Regions from separate parts of the Mus musculus genome. Here region 2 is linked to region 1. Evidence: chromatin contacts called from public Hi-C data. All regions are on one chromosome and are shown on one strand. The core of a region is the stretch at or near the end of the contact, and the rest is flanking DNA. Distances in the headings are between cores, read along the strand shown.

Region 1 (3,574 bases), core at 461-2,960:
CCTGACCTTCCCAGATCAGAGAAGCCTTCCCCTAGTATCAGCCATGTCAGAAACTATATCCACCATGTTAGAAACTATGTATCCACCATGTTAGAAACTATATATCTAAACTGAGATGGCTCAGTGGTTAAGAGCACAGACTTCGCTTCTGAAGGTCCCGAGTTCAAATCCCAGCAACCACATGGTGGCTCACAACCATCCATAATGAGATCTGAGACCCTCTTCTGGTGTATCTGAAGACAGCTATAGTGTACTTAGATATAATAATAAATAAAAATCTTAAAAAAACCAAAACTATATATCCACCATGTTAGGAACTATGACCGAGCAAGTTAGGTCATAATTAACCCCTTTTATAATAATAACAGTGAGTCGGGTGTGGTGGTACACACCTTTAATCCCAGCACTCGGGAGGCAGACAGATTTCTGAGTTCGAGGCCAGCCTGGTCTACAAAGTGAGTTCCAGGACAGCCAGGGCTACACAGAGAGACCCTGTCTCGAAAAACAAAACAAAAAAAAAAAAAAAAGAAGAAGAAGAACAACAACAACAACAATGGAACACATTTAGAATCAACATGGTAGCCAGGTGTGGTGGCACAGGCCTTTTTAATCCCAGTACTTGAGAGGCAGAGGCAGGGGGATCTCTGAGTTCAAGGTCTGGATAGCAAGAATACATAAAGGGATCATCTCATCTTAACAAAACAAAGAATCAGAGAGATGACACTGTAGTTAAGAACACTGGCTGCTCTTGCAGAAGACCTGGGTTTGATTCTCAGCACCCACAATATGGCTCACAACTATCGATAACTCTAGTCTTCGTGGCTTCTTGGCTTCAACTACCTCTTCTAGCTTCTAAGCCCAGAGCCTCAGGGTTCCTTGGCTGTGGAGCAGTTGGATTAATTAACTGATGCTGTGGATGAAGGGGACAGGGACGGGGATGTTGTTCAGGAGGGGCTGTGCAGGAACTGCTTGCTGGCTCCGTTTTCCCTGAGCTCACGGCCCCCTCCTTGGTTTATCTTTAAGTACCACCAGCGAGGGCACTGTGGAGTGTCTAAGCTTAGGGGGCTGGCGCTGATGGTTTCCCAGCAGCTTGTAAACATCTTCCTTTACCACCTTAGACCCCCTCCCACCTGAGATTCCCTCCTCCCTCCCTTCCTCTTCTTCCCCCTCCTCCCCGCCCTCCCCCCCCCCCATCCTTGGACACTGCAGTTTCCTTGCTTGAGGCTCTTGCCCACACTGGGGGGGCTTGGGGGCTGCCTCCCCCACCAGAGGCTGTCAGCTCCTTTTTCTTCTGGCACATCTTTGGCTGAATTCTCTCTTTCCCTAGAATCCTTGCAAGGAACCGACTAATTCTTAGCATCTGGCTGAATTAAAATAATTACATGTGAGCAGCTTTGCAACTCAGGCTTTCAGTGGGAGGATCAAAGGGAGAAGGCGGGGTCTGGAGTGGGTCTGCAAGGCGTGGGGCTTCCTGCCTTCAGCCTGGAGCCTGTGTGGGTGGCCAGGGACGGCAAAGGATGAAGCAGTTACCAGCCTGTGACAGGCTTACTTTAGTAGGTAAATGAAAAACCTTGCTCATCAGAATATTAATGCCAAGAAGGTTCCTACAGTCAGATTTGATGGAAGCATATTTGGGATCCTTGTGTAGACAGGGTGAGCCTCAGCTGTGCAGTCACCCTCACTTCCCCACGCCCACTGAGGAGACTGACAGTTCCTTCAAGGTCTTCAACTTTGAGGCTCGCTTGTTGACAAATACACCCTGTGCTAGAGATTAAGCCCAGGACCTTGCCCAGGCTAAGCAAGCACTCCACCGCTAAGCTATATACCAGCCGTCTTTTTTATTTAAAAAAGAAAAGAAAAGAAAAGAAAATCAGGGCCCGGTATGGTGGGGGCATACCTCTATCTAATCCCTGCTCCTCAGGCAGAGGCAGAGAGGCAGAGAGGCAGAGAGGGAGAGAGGGAGAGAGGAAGAGAGAGGCCCAGAGAGAGAGGGAGAGAGGCAGAGAGGCAGAGAGGGAGAGAGGGAGAGAGGAAGAGAGAGGCCCAGAGAGAGAGGGAGAGAGGCAGAGAGGCAGAGAGGGAGAGAGGCCCAGAGAGAGAGGGAGAGAGGCAGAGAGGCAGAGAGGCAGAGAGGGAGAGAGGAAGAGAGAGGCCCAGAGAGAGAGGGAGAGAGGCAGAGAGGCAGAGAGGGAGAGAGGGAGAGAGGAAGAGAGAGGCCCAGAGAGAGAGGGAGAGAGGCAGAGAGGCAGAGAGGCAGAGAGGGAGAGAGGGAGAGAGGAAGAGAGAGGCCCAGAGAGAGAGGCAGAGAGGCAGAGAGGCAGAGAGGGAGAGAGGGAGAGAGGAAGAGAGAGGCCCAGAGAGAGAGGGAGAGAGGCAGAGAGGCAGAGAGGGAGAGAGGCCCAGAGAGAGAGGGAGAGAGGCAGAGAGGCAGAGAGGGAGAGAGGAAGAGAGAGGCCCAGAGAGAGAGGGAGAGAGGCAGAGAGGCAGAGAGGCAGAGAGGGAGAGAGGAAGAGAGAGGCCCAGAGAGAGAGGGAGAGAGGCAGAGAGGCAGAGAGGCAGAGAGGCAGAGAGGGAGAGAGGAAGAGAGAGGCCCAGAGAGAGAGGGAGAGAGGCAGAGAGGCAGAGAGGCAGAGAGGGAGAGAGGAAGAGAGAGGCCCAGAGAGAGAGGGAGAGAGGCAGAGAGGCAGAGAGGCAGAGAGGCAGAGAGGGAGAGAGGAAGAGAGAGGCCCAGAGAGAGAGGGAGAGAGGCAGAGAGGCAGAGAGGGAGAGAGGCCCAGAGAGAGAGGGAGAGAGGCAGAGAGGCAGAGAGGGAGAGAGGGAGAGAGGAAGAGAGAGGCCCAGAGAGAGAGGGAGAGAGGCAGAGAGGCAGAGAGGCAGAGAGGGAGAGAGGGAGAGAGGAAGAGAGAGGCCCAGAGAGAGAGGGAGAGAGGCAGAGAGGCAGAGAGGGAGAGAGGGAGAGAGGAAGAGAGAGGCCCAGAGAGAGAGGGAGAGAGGCAGAGAGAGGCAGAGGCCCATGTGGAAAAGCAGGTACATGGTAAGTGGGGTTCAAGATAGGGTTTCTATATGTAACCCTGGCAGTCCTGGAATTTACTTTGCAGACCAGGCTGGCCTTAAACTCAGAGCTCCTCTTCCTGCCTCTGCCTCCCAAATGCTTGATCAAAAGTGTGCATCATTATGGCTAGCTGGATTTTGTGAGACCTCCCAGCAGGGGGATTCGGGAGACTTGAGGGTGGTGTTTCTCCTTGCTGCAGACTTTGGGAGAGAACAGTCATTAGAGGGAAGGAGGGAGACAAGAGGAAACCGGGTGGTAAAGTGGCTATGGAGCACAGGTCCTCCGACACGCAGCTGCATGCCGGCATCATGAAGGGTAGGGAAAGAGTGTTGTCGGTGCTCAGACAGACATGAGAATCCTCCCTAAAACACAGCATATAATTTCTTAGTCTCAGAAATAATTTTCCCTAGTTAAATACAAACAAAACAAAACAAAAAGACTATCTCTGATGCTTAAATATATGTGTGCATGCGCAATTAGGTTAACCATATTAGCCATTGGGAGATGGCTCAGTGGTAAAGT
Region 2 (3,574 bases), core at 508-3,007, 38 kb before region 1:
ATCCCGTTCTATGGCGTTAGAAATTGTCCTCGTCCCACAAACACAGGCCGAGCACCGTCCTGGGTGTGAACGTCTCCTTAGACTCATTCTCACCACCATATTGGACGATAGTGATAGTTTTAGACATATTGACTAGCAGCTCACTTGGGGCTCAGACTGATTTTGTTCTAAATTTAAAATCAATTGAAAATTGAAAAACAATAAAAAACAAAACAAACAAAAACCCACAAAAAACAAGCAGAGACTGAGGTGTTCTTTGTGCAGGCCCAACCCAAAAGTGAGTTGTCCCCTCTCCTTCATCCTGGGGGAATCCAGCACCCCTGGCTGTCTGCCCCAGGCAACAGAACTGAGTCCAGCTGATCTGGAGCCCTAGGTAAACAGGAATCACTTGTGCAGGTCCAAGGAAGGTGTTCTGTTTGTCTTCAACTCGGGCTCTGACTGACGTTTTGAAAATTGATTTCAAACGGCGTTCGGGTGCACCTGCTCGGAATGCCCGGCTGCCAGAAGGCCACCACCGATAGCGACAGGCATCCACGATGTATGAGGTGGTGGGTGAGGAAGTTGCCGCTGCTCCGCGCGTCTTGTCTCAGCTAAGCTTACACCGAGGCTGAGGAGGGGCCACGGGTGGATTTGCTGGAGAGGAAACTCCGTGCACAGCTGGCTTGGCGCTGCAACCCCAGGCCCAGAGGGCAGGCTGAGCCTGGGAAGTCTGCCTGAGAGATGCTTTGACGCTCCCCTCGCTTCCCAGTGCAGGGCTCTGAGCCTGGTATACTGGGTTGCTGGTTGCAAAGCCCAGGGAGCTGAGGCCAGCCACTTGGTCTAGTGGAGGAAGCTTCCAGACAGACCCGGGGGTTGGCTCGGCCCCTGTGGTCACGAAGAGAGAAGGAGGAGGAGGACGACGAAGGAGCTGGGTAAAGGTTCAGGCGACTAGCCAAGACCAGGCTTTGCGGACACCAGAGGCAGATGGGCAAGCTCCCACTGACCCACCCTACGTCGGAAACCAGACCAGCCTTCCTGGCACCAGGCTGATCGCCGCCTCCCCAAAAGGAGGTGGAGGGTGGAGGGCTTAGACCCTCCGGTGGCGGTGCGCACACTCAGCCGAGCCCTCTTCCCCGAACCCCGCCTAGACGCTGCCCAAACAGGTGCCCCTTGGACCGTTCCCCTCCCCCAGCACGCAGACCCCGGCTGGACAAGTGGGGTGGGGGAACTTGCGCAGAGGGCGGCGCGCGCCCTGGGACCGTCTCTGGCTGTCGCCAGCCCTGTCCCCGTCATCCGGAGCCGCGTCCCCACGCCTGCCACGCGCGTGCACACACACGCGCGCACACTCACACACTCACACATTGCTCCCACACTCGCCCCGCGCAGACCCCGCCCTGGCCCCGCCCCGGCCCCTGCGGGCGGCCCCTCCGGCGCCCGCGGACCCCGCACGCTGCGCGCGCCTGGCGGGAGGCGCTGGCGGCGACTCAGGGTACATTTGATTTTCCCGCAGTCCAGGGCACCCCGGAGCCGGAGCCCTAGCAGAGGACGTGGCGCTGCGCCCCAAGCCCGAGGCGGCTCAGTCCTCGTCCCCCATCCCCGAGTCCCCACGCCCCCTCAGGGGACCCCTCCCCGCTGCGCCTGGGTTCCCTCGCCGCGCCCCCCCTCCCCGCAGCAGCTCTCGCGCCCCGTTTCTCCTCGGGCCCCCGCTCTCCGCCCTCTTCCCGCTCGCACTTCCCACGCCCCCTCTTCGCGCTCCTCTCCTCCCCTGGCCGCCCAGCCCAGGGCTGCAGCCGCTCCGGAGGAGGCGTGAATCGCGCAGGAATATTGACTAATTTGGGTGGGGTGGGGGGACGGTGGGCGATGGAGCAACCCGAGGACATGGCGTCGCTCAGCGAGTTCGACTCCTTGGCGGGCAGCATCCCGGCTACCAAGGTGGAGATCACGGTGTCATGCAGGTGAGCCGCCCGCGGTTCGGGGGTGGGGGGGGACCCTGCCCCGCCCCTGGGCCGGAATCCCTCTTTCTCTGTAGCTTTCAGCCTTTGCTTAGCGAGCCTGCTTTTCACTGTTCTCGTCTCCCGGGCGCCCCGCTGCCTGTCTTCGGAGACCCCCTGCCCAGCGGCGGGTGGCGATGGCTGAATGGGCAGCCAGGCAGGGGTCAGGTTCCCAGAAAGTTTGCATTCGGAGCTGTTGCTTCCAGGACAGGAGGAAGACACGGAAACAGGGGTCCCAGCAGCAGAGTGGGAAGGGGAGGAGCCGCTCCAGGGTCTCCACTCTGGCTTTCTCCCTGATTTATCTTTCCCCAAAAGGAGAATTGAGAGGGACTGGCGCCATTCCTCCCAGGCATGACCCTCTGTGCCTCCCGTGACCTCCTTTCTCCCCCTACCCTGGCCTTTGCCCCAGCCTTCTCCCTCTCCTCCACTGTCTTAGAACCCAGGATTTGAAAGCCTCTTGCTTTAGCCTCCAGCAAGAAGGATCAACCGGGACAAGAGTCTCAGAGAGCAGGAAGCCTTGCCGAACTTAGGAGTGGTGTGGCGCCATTAAAAACCAGTAACTCTGATGGGAAAATCTTAAGCCAAAGGAGCGAAGGGCTGATGAGGAAGTGTCAGAATCCCCAGGCAAGAGGGGGAGGAAGGAGTTTGTTTTGTAGGCTGCCACCTCCAAGTCCCCAGTAATGCCATACTGGTTGGCCTTCTCTGTGGGGCTGGGCCTCTCAGGTTCTCTTAATAGGCTGCCCCGAGGCTGGACAGGCATGTGGCTGGCCCTAGGCACACTGCTTTGATAGGTTTGTGAAGAACATTGTGGTCCAGATATAACTCACTGGAGGTCCTGGCAATGGCCCATATAGCATTTCCAGAGCCCCATCGCACCCTTGTTCCAAACCACGCACCTTGGCTTTATGGTGCTGTTGGGTCAGATATTGTCCACCTCATCTCTGAGTTACTGAATTGAGACATTGGGCAAGTGTCCATATGTCCCGAGATGCTAGCCTCGGGTGTGAAAGAGGATGGATTCTGGGAAACTGCCTCCTGAGGACTTGAAGTGAGAGCTGCTGAGGTGGTGTCCCCAGCCAGGCTCTCTAGGGGACTACTGCGGTGACTCCCAGATGTGTGTCCATCCCCCACACCTCAGTCCCACACAGAGACAATTTGAACATGCCTTTACTCTGCTGGGAGCTTCCTGATGGCCCATCAGCTCTGTCTCACCTCCTCAGCTGTCAGCAGCTGTTAGCTTGCCCTCCTTCTGCACACAGCCCTGCCTCCCGCCTTCAATCACGCCTGTCGCCTTCAGACTCTTGAGTTGTCTCCCAGAGCCTTCCCACCTCTGAGCTCCTGAACAGCCTGTTCCCTACCCGGAAAGGGCTTTGTGCTTTCCACTTCCAGGGGCATCCTTTTGTCCCGAAAGACACCAGCCTACAGCACCGGCTTCTACATCTCCAGGACCCTGAGTGCAGAGCCTCTGAGTGAGCATGGGAGACGGGATCGTTCCCGTAAGAGTCTTCCACTCCATGGAGAGGAAGGGTCATAACTGTGAGACCTGGAGTCAGACATCTTGTGAGGGATTCCTCACTTGCCACTTGAGACCAACTTTAAGCCTC

What was found. Hi-C and Micro-C count contacts between places; a contact is called where the count stands out from the background.
Region 2: a contact with region 1 is called in a Hi-C map of Th1 cells, with 2.5 times the contacts expected there. The contact joins the promoter of Cpne5 here to the enhancer-like site in region 1. A contact is called at or near these places in 8 of 39 promoter capture datasets (3T3-L1-derived adipocytes, the HPC-7 cell line, cranial neural crest and 4 more), 37 of 484 Hi-C or Micro-C datasets (the 3T3-L1 cell line, the G1E-ER4 cell line, the HPC-7 cell line and 18 more), 14 of 115 datasets of contacts at active chromatin or transcription factors (the HPC-7 cell line, craniofacial prominence, embryonic basal ganglia and 7 more) and 3 of 9 other capture datasets (adipose tissue, liver and pancreatic islet).

The regions. Positions count from the first base shown.
Region 1 is chr17:29,197,462-29,201,035 of GRCm38.p6, reverse strand. All of the region lies in intron 8 of Cpne5 (copine V), which reads left to right. Among named protein-coding and RNA genes, the nearest start is that of Cpne5, 39 kb to the left of the region's middle. Within about 2 kb of position 1,710, at least 42 of the 459 cell types and tissues checked have an H3K27ac peak or open chromatin away from gene starts, as enhancers often do. A contact at or near this core is called in the N1E-115 cell line, Th1 cells, cerebral cortex and 5 more, where this site is marked.
Region 2 is chr17:29,235,973-29,239,546 of GRCm38.p6, reverse strand. It overlaps Cpne5 (copine V), which reads left to right and starts at 1,757. Exons shown (of 21, transcript NM_153166.2): 1 at 1,757-1,934. The coding sequence starts at 1,840.